Linked DNA regions of Mus musculus: all the other regions are linked to region 3. A link is a contact called in public Hi-C and promoter capture Hi-C data. All regions are on one chromosome and are shown on one strand. The core of a region is the stretch at or near the end of the contact, and the rest is flanking DNA. Distances in the headings are between cores, read along the strand shown. Region 1 overlaps Rassf4 (Ras association (RalGDS/AF-6) domain family member 4). Region 2 overlaps Ift122 (intraflagellar transport 122). Region 3 overlaps Zfand4 (zinc finger, AN1-type domain 4).

Region 1 (3,990 bases), core at 353-2,852, 350 kb before region 3:
CTCTCCTACCCCACTGATTAGTACCGATAGCAAGCTGGGGTGTTAGCCTCCTGAATTAAAGCATACACCTATCCAGGCCGGGCCTCTTCTCTGAGGAATTTGGAGCATAAGACAAAGGGCAGGAGCCTGGTGAGCCCTGGGTTGGCTTTCTGGTTCTGCTAATGACCAAGCTCCGATAAAGCAAGCACAGAGTCTGCTGGATAGAACCTCAGCCTAGTCCAAGGCTGTCCTACAGGCAGGAAGTTTGAGCCCAGTGGGAAGCAGTGATTGTTAACACTCAAGCTCTGGCTGCTGTTTGGGGGAGCAAAGGTCACCAGCATCAGGACAGGCTATGTGACATTAATGATGCTTTGGGTCCCAGTGATCTGTTTGTGATTCAGAGATGTGTGGCATGGGGCAGGATGTGTGAGGAACATTTAGGAGGGCTGGGCGGGGAAGTCAAGATGCTCTCTCCAATATGAGAGACCAGGAGCCGGGGCTGGTTTGGATTTTGGCTTCACACTAATGATCCCTAGAAAGCCATATCCACCCACAGGCTTCCTTCTGTGCAACTAGACCTCAGATGCAGTGGGGACTCTAGAGCATCGTACCCATCAGTGATGTCACTATAGGATTTTAAAGACAGTAGAGGCCTGGGAATCACCTGGCCAGTGGATTCAGTTTGGGAAGAACAGTTCAAAACCCAGGCTAAGGACGTAGCTCAGGTTAATTGCACAGCCCTGGCTCAGGCATTGTCTTCTTACAAACTGATCTATAGCCCTGAGCTGCATCCCAGCACATCCCTGTCCCTACTAGAGAGTCTGGAATAGAATTGCCAGCACTTTTCTTTGAAGTTCTGCACAGTCCGCTGCCCTGGAGCCTCCTTGCTGAAGGACAGAAGTGACTGCTAGTCGACCAGCTAGGAGCAGTGGTCTCCCTGCTCCCATCACCCCCACTCTCTGCTCTCACCTCCCTGGCCCTCTAGCCTTAGGAAAACCCCTTAGCTTTGTCTCTCTCCAGGTTCCAAGCCTTGCGTCTAACAATGCTGCAGCGTCTGGAACAGCTGGTGGAGGCCAAGTAACTAGCCAGAGCTTGCCTTTTGTGATGCCTGCAGTAGCAAGTGTGCATGGAGTCCCAGGGACCCAGCTCTAACTGATCGCTGACCAATGGTTGCTGCCCAGTACCCATGCTCATTCCACCTCTCCACGGACGACATAGCATCCTGCATCTCTAGTCTTGGTACCACGGTGAGCATGCACAGGCACACCCAGGAACTTGCTGGCTAGGATCTATGCGCAAAGCTGGCCTACGTGGTAATAAAGAGCCTTGGAACTGTGGTACCAGCCACATTGTATGGTTGATTAGTATGGCCAGCCTTGTTCCTGTGTATTTCCAGCTTGAGAGAGCTGTATAGCACCTATCCCTGGAGAATGGGTTTCATCTGCTTGCCCAGTGCCTGTCCCTGAGCCTCTGCATGGCCACAAGTCCCTGCCCTTATCACCCATGCGAACAGAAACTCTGTCTTCCCTTGCTTCTCATTGCCTCTCAGGAACCATTCTGGAGCAGGAGCTGCCAACAGTCGTGAGATATGGCCTGCTTCTAACTATTGCTTCACCATGATATCCTGGCTTCCGAGCCTCCTTTCCCAGCCAACATTCCTGGCCTAGAGGTTAGATCGGGACTAGGACTACCAAGATCTCCTCAGCTCTTGGCACAAATCACCCTTAACTTGTGAGTGTGATTCAAAGAAATCCTTGAAAGGAGTTGTCTTCAAGAAATATGTCCATTGAATTATGTTTCGGAAGTTGATTCATGTAGCTGACAGTGGATCCAGAAGGGTCAGTCCCCTTCACTCCATCTTGTGGATGTCTATATATGTCTCCTGCTTTCCTTGAGACAGAGCTTGTTTCTCTCTAGTGGATAGGGACAGCTCTCAATACTTCCTACCAAAGCTCTGCAAAACATGGAAAAACGTCTATTTGAGGACAAAAGGCTTCTAATCCCTTAGATACAGATACAGAACCACTTGTTTGCTGGCTGATTGAAACCTCTGGAATGAATGAGAAAACTATGCAGTGGTTTATATCAGTTTTGGGAATGATTGTCTAACAGCAAACTAAAGGCCAGCTTCTTCTCCTGAGGTCTGTGGACAGTGGATTTAAAGAGAAGTATGATGAAGGCCTTCGAAGACAGAGTTCCATCTTCAAGGCAGTGCATGTAGAAGCCACTCATGGAGCCCTGAAGAGCAGAGTGTGAGAACAGCTGTGCAGGGGGAAGCCACAAGGCAGGGTAGATGTCGCCTCTAGATTTTCCAGACCCAGCTCTGTTTCACAGAGATGCTCAGCTGCCAAGAGAGGTCTCTTGCCTCCTCCCCTCTTTGGCACTGTACTTTCTTCGGTGCTTAACAAACGCCTGTTGTGTTGAGCAGAAACTGCAGGACCAACCTTTCTTGTGCTTCTTCTTGTTGTGCTTATTGCCTTGATCTGTTTTTCTAATCCCCGAAGCTGTTGTACCACGCTATTAAGAGCTGCAGCTGACAGAGGAACCACCCACCTGTTGGAACCTGTCCACATTGACAGGACTTCTTCACCTCGTGCACGGTCTGAGAATTGGTGTGACGCCTGAGGCAAGGCTGCCCTGCTTTAGAACACAAGAAAGGACTCACTGGTGGTGGCCTGTGGATGGCCTGAGCAATAAAGTCATCCTAAATTGCAGAATTTTAGCATCAGAAGTGCAAAGGAATCTTCTAGCCAAAGACTCTGAAATTGAAAACCTGAACTGGATTTTTAGCCTCAAGACATCTGCCTGTCCGGTGCTCAGAGGTAATTAACTGACTTGACTGTTTTATGCCAGGCCTGTGCTAGACCCTGGAGGAACAAAGACAGAGCCTTGGTAATTCCTCTTCTGGAGGAGCAGACTTGGAGACAGTTATGCGCCTGATATTGAGTAGACAGCTAAGAGTGAATGGTACTGAATGGTACTGTAAGCCACGAGACAGCTTCCGTCCCTGACCCAGGAACTCACTCAGTGCTGGGGGAACCACTGACACAGGAAACCCTGGAAGTGGCCACCAACTTGGTGGTGTTTCACAGCTGTCCAAATATTACTTAAGGCTTTTTAAAATAAGTTTTACTTTCAAACTATTATCAAAACTAATTTCTGAATGACTAGAGTTTGGAAAAACTCTAGCAAGTTGCACAGAGCAGTGCTCTCTGCTGTGTTCCTCTGAAGTGTTCACAAATGTTAGACTGACCTGCCACATCTGCTCTTAGAGGACAACTGGAGAACCAACCTTTGCAGGGCATAACAACCCCAGAACTTGAGACTATGGAGGCTGTGGCTTCACAGTGCGCTTGGGCTATCACCTGCGATGGAGGTCACAGCCTTCTGGTGTGTTCTCCACTTCTCAGATGATAAAGGTATCTATAGATAAAGTGAAGATCCCGGTTAGAAAGGACTGTCTTCCAAAATAGATCTGTCCTCAGAGCTTCACATAGTAAACAGCACAGGTCGAAATCAGTGTGATTACAAGATTGCAAAAGTCCCGAGCTCAGGATAAACAGGGTTGTTTGTCCAGATCAAATGACCAGAACGGATCGGAAACAGGAGTAGGGGAAAGACTTGTTTTTCTAAAGCAATAATAACCTTTAGACTTTCTCAGTGACAAAACAAAGTCTTTCACCCAGAATACATCTGGCTTCTTGGTCACAGGGCAAGGAGAGAGGGCTTATTTACTCTACTCAGGTGATCTGGTAGGAACTGGAATTATGCCAGCTGCACTGTGTGAACACAGCTGCAGAGTGACAGGCCATGGAATGTCCTTATCAGGAGTACTCTGACTACCAGGTCCTCAGGCCCTCTGACCCTCATCAGTGGCAAGCAGGAAGTCTGCTAGGTCCCAGCCAGGCAGTAGCACGTTTCAAAACAACCAGACGCATGGACTATATTTAGGCCCCAAGAACTACACTTGGGTATTAGCCAGCTGCTGACGTGCCAGGAGCCTCACAGAGC
Region 2 (3,962 bases), core at 548-3,047, 380 kb after region 3:
ATATGTATGCCTTTTTTACAGACAGTCAGACAGCACCGAGATACACAGAAATTAAAAATAGTGTCTTCCATCACCCATAAATGGTGCAGTCAGACCAGATTCTTTAGCCTACCGCAGGCCTTCTGGGCAGGAGGATGCCTTAGTAGGCCATGCTGGGAACATTTGGGAAATGCTTTATTCACTGTCAGGAGGATGGCAACAGCTACTCATTCCAGAGGGGTATACCAGGTTCTAAGAGTCTGACTGTCTTACAGCAGTACCACAGGATAGACCCCCATCTTGGATTTTTGAGACAAGGTTTCTCTGTGTAGCCTGGCTGTCCTGGAACTCACTCTGTAGACCAGGCTGGCCTTGAACTCAGAGATCCACCTGCCTCTGCCTCCTGAGTGCTTGAATGAAAGGTGAGTATCACTGTTGCCTAGCGTATAGATCCCATCTTAGGACAAGGAACCAGAGCTTAGAGAGACCCAAACCTTCCGCCTTATTCAACTACCAAGTGGTTAATCGGGTGTTGCCTCTTGGGCCACTCTATCCCCAGAACAGACTACAGGGCCTTTGTCCTCGTGTCCTCAGTATTACAGGCCATTGCATCCTGTGACAGAAAATGCTTTCATCAGTTACCTCAATACTGCTGATCAGTTCTAGGTATCGAAGGTCCTGGACTCTGGTGAAGGCCTATGGGAAAGGAATAAGAATAGAGTCAGCTGCCTTCTTGTTCTCCACAGGCTGATGGGGGTGGGATACACCAAGCTCTAGAAAGAGAGCCAGCAAGCAGAGGAGGGAAGCTCGAGTCATCATTGTGTGCTTGGGAGGTGTGCCACCCAGAGAGGCTCATCCTGCCTTCATCTCAAGGATTAGTCCTTACAAAGAACTGTAAAGAAGTCCTGGGAGCATCAATCATTTTGGGATTAAGTAAAACAGAACTATGATCCTACAGTCTACAGTGGAACCCCTTGCCAGATACTGCTCATAAGGGAAAGGCAAGCCGTGCTGATTCCAGTCAATGGCATCTGCAGAGCAGGCAAGACACAGAGACAAGAGCCTGCACGCTTCTCCCTGTGATTTGGATGGGAAGCAGTAGACAGCTCTGCTCACTCACAGGGCACACAGGGAGAGGAGGAAAAGGCTCGGGAAAGAGCAGTTCTGAAAGAGGACGGTAGGGGATAATCTCCTGGTCTCTAGAAAGTAGACTTGCATGTTAATCCTGAATGCGCATCCCCTGCTTGCACTCCAGTAGGGGTACAAACTTCTGATGTATGGATTTCTAGAAGGTTGTGAGGGTCCGGCAGACTGGTGCCAGTGAAATGCTTTTTGCTGCTCTCGGGTACCATGAGAGACTTAAGGGAACTGAACCTCTGTGTGCTCTGATGGCAACATCTATACCCAGCTGTGCTTTCTGTGTTGTCCATGTGGAATGGACTGACACATGCCCAGAGCAGCAGCTTCTGAGCCATCATGGTTTAGGATGCACAACTGCCCTTGGCCACTGCTAGGCACCCTCTATGCTAGAAGAATGGGGGAAAATGATCATGTCATCCCGTTTCCGGCTGCCTCACAGATGGCCACAGGGTGATTTCATCTTTCTACTCTACAGGGCCAGGATCTATTCAAAGGCCGGGGACACAGGAATTTCACTTGGCCTCTGTCCCCTTCCCTAGTTCATGGGTTCACATTGGAAATGGGAAGTTTGGCCAATTAAACAGAGAGCTAAATCTCCCTGAGCCAACCGCACAAGTACGAGGCAGATTCCCTAGGGACGACTCTTCCTGTCTGAGCATGAGCAGTGGCAGACGGCAGGATTAGGCAAGCACTGCCCAGGAGAGGCCTGGCAAGTGGCTTTCTTTCTGAAACAGGGACTGACTATGTTACCTAGGCTGGCCTTGAATTTCTGCTGAAGAGCTGGGGTGACGAGCACATTGCACAGTACCCAGTATCCGCGAGGAACTGGTCAGTCAGGCAGTGTGGACAAAAGTAAAATCTGCCCTTCTGATTTGTGTTTTTTAAACCATGTATGGATGCAGGTCCCTGGTAATGGGCAGAGTAGGAAAAAAAGACTCTGGTCTCAGCCCAACAGGACCTTGAGCTATTTCCTTCCTATGGATGGGATCCAGCAGCCTTCTTTGTGGTCAGGCAAGCAAGTGACACCTCTTCAAGGGCCTGTCTGGTTCTGAGCACTGGATTTCTGAATTTGATAAGTCTGTCACTAGCATCCTTCAGCCTTGATATACCGCAGAGTCAGGGTGCTATTCGGAGTGGTCAGTCACAAGACTGTGAGTAACTTCCACAGAGGGAAGTGGGGAGCAGGGAACAGATGAGCTGGCAGCTAAGCAGCTCTCCTGTGCCATCTAGTGGGAGCACCCTTCTAGGCCAGGCCCCTCCTTCCACAAGTCTGAGTCCTGAAAAACCGACTGACACCCAGGGGAGAGAAAAGCCAAGGATTCAGGATTAAAACAAAACATCAGTCAAAGTCTATGCTCAAAGCTCTACGACTTTTCAAAATATCATGCTACCCACAAGAAATATACACACAATTTTCATTTGTCAAGTAAAATGACTAAAGAAATACCATTTTAACAAAGAACCCAGCGATCTGATATGCTCGTGTCTATTCTTGAGTGTTCTGGGATGCGAGGTGGGGTATGAAATGAAGAGAAGGATATATCCCAGCTCCAGTTCCCTTTATCTGGCCGCATGCTCTATAGCAGGGCAGTAATAATACGAGCTGGCTCTTAGGCTCTAGATGTGAAGGGTAACTGACTAGAGAATATAACTTTATTTCTAGCTATAGCCCGAAGACACCCTGAAAACCTATTGGTATTCTTTACAGGCTTGCATTTCTAGGTGGGGCAGGAGAAGGAACTTCCCCCCTCCTGAATTCCTAAAGCCCTAGTCTAATACTTCCCAATGCTTATCTGATCTAAAAATATGTAGGTAATTATTGGGTAGCTTGACTTTTCTTCATGCACTGTGTATTGAGACAGGGCCTTGTGCATGCTAGCCAGTGCTCTACCACTGAGCAGCGACACCTCCAACTCTGTGTGATATGGTTGGCATTTGCACAGCTATTCCAAACTCCTTTACCAGGCCTGGGGAGGCCTCAAGGTGAGTACAGAATAGAGGAAGAGTGCTATGCATTTTAGAAGCAGGGATAGAGAAGTCAGGCTGAGAGAACAGGCTGGGAAAAAGCCCAGCTCTGAAGTGTGCTCTGTTGTTAACAAGAGGCAGGTACCACATATGTCTGCAGGTACTTCAGTATCAGTAGCCTGGGCAAGAGGAGACTCTCCACTTGGCTATGGGAGAGAAAGCAGGGAAAGAGGACAGGAGAGGCTGGAAGCCATTCACTCTTCTCCCTTGATCTATCAGATGGGCACTCATAAGTCTAGGAAAGGTTAAATATTTTTGACCATTTCCTTAGCTTTTTTTGGCTAAACTAAAAGTAGCACTGTGAATCATGTCAAGAGGGTATGGGGACACTGCCACACTGCTGTGGGAATCAGAGAGCCTGACCATCTCCTCTGCACTAAGCCAGTGCTAAGAACAATGGTGGTGTGATAAATGGCTGGCGCTTAAGCCAGCCTGAGCTACCTCATTAATAAATGGCTGCCATGAGCAGGCTTTATCTAGGTTCTTTACATAAATGATTACTACCAAGACTGGCAGCCAGAATCAACCAGATGTTTTACTGGCATTATCTGCTTAGATCTTCCCAGCTTCCTGAGAACAGGTCCTTGTCTGCCAGAACCCTCCAGAAAAACAACCCCGGGAGGGTAGTTACCACCACTGTGAAAGGGGAGACTGAGGAGACTTCAGAGCCCATTAGAGTCACTTTCTGCCCCTTTGGTGTTACTGGCACCTTCTGCCTCAAGGGACCCTTTCAAGGACCAAATTCTGGCTCACACTACTAAGTGCATACCTTCCTTGCCGTCTCAAACTCTAGTCCTTCTAGAGCTTCCATGGCCAGT
Region 3 (4,066 bases), core at 1,296-3,795:
ATCACCAACAGTATAGCACCAGGACCACAGCTAGTACTTAAGTACGTGCCTCAGATAAGCTCGCCACTGGCTACAAATGGTCAGTATGTGCTTAATGACTTAAGGTGAAGAGAGCTGGACAGATGGTTTGACCAGTCAAGGCACTTGCTGCCAAAGCCTCATTACACGAGTTTAACTCTCAGGACCTACATGATGAAGGGAGACAGCTGACTCCCAAGATGTCCTCTGACTTCCACATGCAACAAGGTACAACCATGCCAATACATGTACACACAAATAATGTAATAAAATAAAAATTAAAGTGAAAGGAGGGGCTCACAGTATGTTGAAATGTACAGACACTTAAGAGATTCTCTTGCCCCAACTCCTTCATTTCCCACTGCCTACCTAAGCAATCAGTAGTGTTTTCCTTCTGGTCTTACAAGTAATATACAATTTATTTCCTCTTAGCAGTAACAAAAAAAGGAAGAAAAGAGATTTACCCATCTTTAAGTAGCAGAGTTTAAAATAATACCAACCTCAGGATTAATCCTTTCTGCTATGTCAGGGTTATGTAATAATATACTATTCTCACAAAACAATATTGTCACAAATGAATGGAAACAAACTATTTTTATAAAAAAAATTACTGTGTAAGAAAATTCAAATTTATAAATTATTTTTTAAGTACCAGTCATATGAAGGATAAATTCATAATTACTTATCAGGGAAGAGGGTGAGGGTACATGAAACTTACTTGGTCTTATAAACACACTACAGCTACTTCAACAACCCAAGGAGCACACACAGGCTTCTGAAGTGTGTTATGTATTCTCCTTTTCTAAGTGAAGCACGCAAATGAAGCCTATTTACCTTAAAGACTCAGACAGTGGGGTTAAAGTGCCATCCCCTCTATCTACCACACGGAAGAAATTCAGCTGATCTCCTTCCCGGTATACCAAAAACGTAACTTGTTTGTTGCAGGAGGTCTTTTCCCAGACCTCATCTCGACTGGAATCCATGTACTCAGCAAGCTCCCTGAGTGGGTCTTCCACAGGAACTACAAATAGAAAGATTCATCAACAGGCTTTCAACTCAGCACATTTCTGCATCTTGCTACAGCAACAGGATATAGATGCTGAATGCATGCAGACACACTGTGCATGTGATAAGACGATACACTCCAAACAGGCTCCTGACGTTTTATATTTTATATAGCATCCCTTATTAGTTTTTAAAGAACTTAATGAGTACTGCATTTTCATATTTCCCCTCCTTCCCCCTTCCCTCCAATCCTTACTGTGTCTCTCCTAAATCTGCTCAAATTCATGGCTTGCTTTGTATTAATATGAAACAAAAAAATGCATTTTTATGCTGCATGCCTAAAAACATGCTTAAATAAAAACATGAGGTCACTTATATTCCTGTACAAAGACAATTGATAGATTTATCTATTGTTATTTTAGCTAAATCCCTTCAGCCTTCTCTGCTTTTAAATACTGGTTCAAACGATCAATCACTTAAATGTATTATAAATCCCACTTACTTTAGATTATAAAATAATCAAGAGAAAGACAGAATACACGCCACATAGCACACTCACACACACACATACACAATTGGGAGATACATTCAAGCAATTAGAGGCAAGAGAGAGTTAGAGACAAGACTCATTAGGAGAGTGAGTATCCAGCATGCCCAAGGTCCTGGGTTTAGTCTTTACCAGCAAAAGAAAACAACAACATAAAGCAACAACAGCAAAGGAACTCTCTTTCCGCTTTAAGAATGGATTCTTTCTACAGCTGTTCCTTGAAGCAGTTAAAGGCCACAAGAAAGCATAAGGAAGGCCACTGGTGTGCTAAACTGTACTGCATCAAGGAGCAGCAGGTGTTTCCTGAAAGGCTCCTCTCATGACTCAGCGTCTTAGTCAGGGTGTGTGTGTCCAATCAGAGCATAGGAGACTCACACAGACCTACTGGAGTCATGACACTCTTCACAACTGGTAGCCCAGTGATAGCCAGTTGTCCTCAAGTTTCCAAGCTGTCTGACTTTCATTACTCATTAACAAAGCTGGAACACTGTGCGCAGTGCCCTAAGTGGTGGCCCCAACAGTGGATGCCAATGAGCTGCAGAGTACACTCCCCTGATGTGCACAGGCTCAAGGTTCACCTACCAGCACCAGAAAGAAAAGTGAAATAAAGAGAAACACTAATAGAAAAATAATAAACTCTGAAAGCAATAAGGTCAAAGTATCAAAGATGCCATAGTGTGAAATTAACATCACTAATTTTGAAACATAACATTTTGATTTGTTCTTTCACATTCAGAAAAAATGTATAAACCTTAAAATGATATTATCCATAGAGCTTTCTGCCTTCTCTGAGACACCTATGTGGCCCAAGCTTATTTGTAACTTTCAATCCTCCTACCTCAGATATGGCCGAGATGACAGGCAAATGGCACAGTATCCAGAACCATTTTCAAAATGTAAGGTCCCAGTTCCCATATTACATCACTAAGAGGTAATTATTACCTCGGCCACTGAAGCCATTCCTAAACCAGCACAGGGTGCCGTACGCCAGGAGGTGGGTGCTGAGGTTGTCTGTGTGTGCACAACTCTGTATAACTGAACACTCACTGGGAGTTTGTCATCTAAAAGCAATATAGTTTAGAATATAATTTTAGAAAGGGAAGGTTTTTTTTCTTGTGCTGTTTTACTTGATATTTTGAGGCAAAGCCTTAACATTTTAATAATCCAATCTTAACCAAAATTATGAAGTATGGGGATATAATCTGACATGTGGGAATAAGCCAGCAATGGAATCTGTACTCAACCTCCAGTTTTCTAGTTTGTGGAGGATCAAAACACTCTGAAAACCTTCTAAAAACGAGGGTCACAAAGTAGGACTGTTGTGAGCATGGCTCTATGTGGTGGAGTGCAGATGACAAAGCTGACTTGGGTCCAGTGAGCATGCCAGTGAGTTGGATTGAAATCTTGTGGTGGCTTCCATAGGAACAGCCCCTATGAGCTCTTATGTTTGAACGCTTAGCCACTAATCCCTGAAGAATAGTACCAAGTTACTTAAGAGTGATCATTGGATTGCTTTAATGTATGCCTACCTTTTCTAGTACTTATCGGTCCACCACGCATAGCCAATACCAGCTTCAAGGTACAACCTTCTGAAATGCTGTGAATAATTAGCACAAAAATAAACTACAATCATCAAATAACATTCAGTGTCAAGTGAACCACTAATTATGTACTAGTTTATTACTGCTATTATATATTCCCTAAAATATGAAAAAAGATACAGCAATATGAGTAAATGGAAGATACTATTATATTTACCCAAATGAATTACAGAAAATTTATAAATTCTCATAAGCTTTGTAAAGAGTGGGGCCCAGTCAGGAGATGGTGGCACATGCCTTTGATCCCAGGCTCCAGAGGCAGAGGCAGGTAGATCTCTGAGTTCAAGGCCAGCCTGGTCTACAGAGCAAGTTCCAGGGCAGCTAGAGCTACACATAGAAACTCTGTCTCAAAAATACAAAAAGGAGGACCAAGAGAGAGAAAAAGCTTAATCTAAACCCAAAGAACCAGGAAACAGAAAATGCATTCAGCAAAATAAAAATAACACAGAAAATCCAGCAACTCTCCCAAGTCCTAGTGCTTTTCCAGTTTAATGACACCTCTCACCTCCTAATTCCTTTGTCTTGAGAGTAATAAATTACATGACAGGAAAGAGAAAGGTCAAAAGTCAGAAAGCACATTTGGAACCTCTAGTATACACAGTGTCACTTTATAAAGAGAGAAATGGGTCCTAATGAATAAAGTCTCAGTGGCCAGCAACTCTCCCATGCCCAAAACTTGTGAAACGGAAAGAAAAGAAACTGGGCCAGGTGAGAGTGGGTCAACAGTCAAAGAAAAAAGCAAAGAAGACGAGAAGTGAATACAGTCAAGCGAGGAGGCAGGGCCAACAGTGTGGTATAAACCTAAAAGGTGAACTACGAATATCAGAGAACATAGATCAGGAACAAAGATGGTACTGAGGCAATACAGCTAGAAGTGAGAATTCACAATGACACC

What was found. Hi-C and Micro-C count contacts between places; a contact is called where the count stands out from the background. Capture Hi-C pulls out chosen DNA fragments and counts their contacts.
Region 1: a Hi-C map of liver shows a contact between it and region 3, with 2.2 times the contacts expected there. The contact joins two enhancer-like sites. A contact is called at or near these places in 2 of 484 Hi-C or Micro-C datasets (both in liver), 1 of 115 datasets of contacts at active chromatin or transcription factors (pancreatic cancer cells) and 3 of 9 other capture datasets (adipose tissue, embryonic stem cells and liver).
Region 2: a promoter capture Hi-C map of liver shows a contact between it and region 3. The contact joins two enhancer-like sites. A contact is called at or near these places in 4 of 484 Hi-C or Micro-C datasets (B cells, ECoMG myeloid progenitors and embryonic stem cells), 1 of 115 datasets of contacts at active chromatin or transcription factors (double positive thymocytes) and 2 of 9 other capture datasets (embryonic stem cells and liver).

What each region holds. Positions count from the first base shown.
Region 1 is chr6:116,635,308-116,639,297 of GRCm38.p6, reverse strand. It overlaps Rassf4 (Ras association (RalGDS/AF-6) domain family member 4), which reads left to right. Exons shown (of 11, transcript NM_178045.4): 11 at 1,000-3,990. The coding sequence ends at 1,060. Among named protein-coding and RNA genes, the nearest start is that of Zfp422, 8.3 kb to the right of the region's middle. Within about 2 kb of position 1,602, at least 28 of the 459 cell types and tissues checked have an H3K27ac peak or open chromatin away from gene starts, as enhancers often do. A contact at or near this core is called in liver, where this site is marked.
Region 2 is chr6:115,899,571-115,903,532 of GRCm38.p6, reverse strand. Ift122 (intraflagellar transport 122) reads right to left here. Exons shown (of 29, transcript NM_001167763.1): 15 at 3,914-3,962; 16 at 622-675. Among named protein-coding and RNA genes, the nearest start is that of Rho, 30 kb to the left of the region's middle. Within about 2 kb of position 1,797, at least 129 of the 459 cell types and tissues checked have an H3K27ac peak or open chromatin away from gene starts, as enhancers often do. A contact at or near this core is called in liver, where this site is marked.
Region 3 is chr6:116,284,955-116,289,020 of GRCm38.p6, reverse strand. Zfand4 (zinc finger, AN1-type domain 4) reads right to left here. Exons shown (of 10, transcript NM_001309446.1): 4 at 3,100-3,167; 5 at 853-1,039. Among named protein-coding and RNA genes, the nearest start is that of Zfand4, 23 kb to the right of the region's middle. Within about 2 kb of position 2,545, at least 115 of the 459 cell types and tissues checked have an H3K27ac peak or open chromatin away from gene starts, as enhancers often do. A contact at or near this core is called in liver, where this site is marked.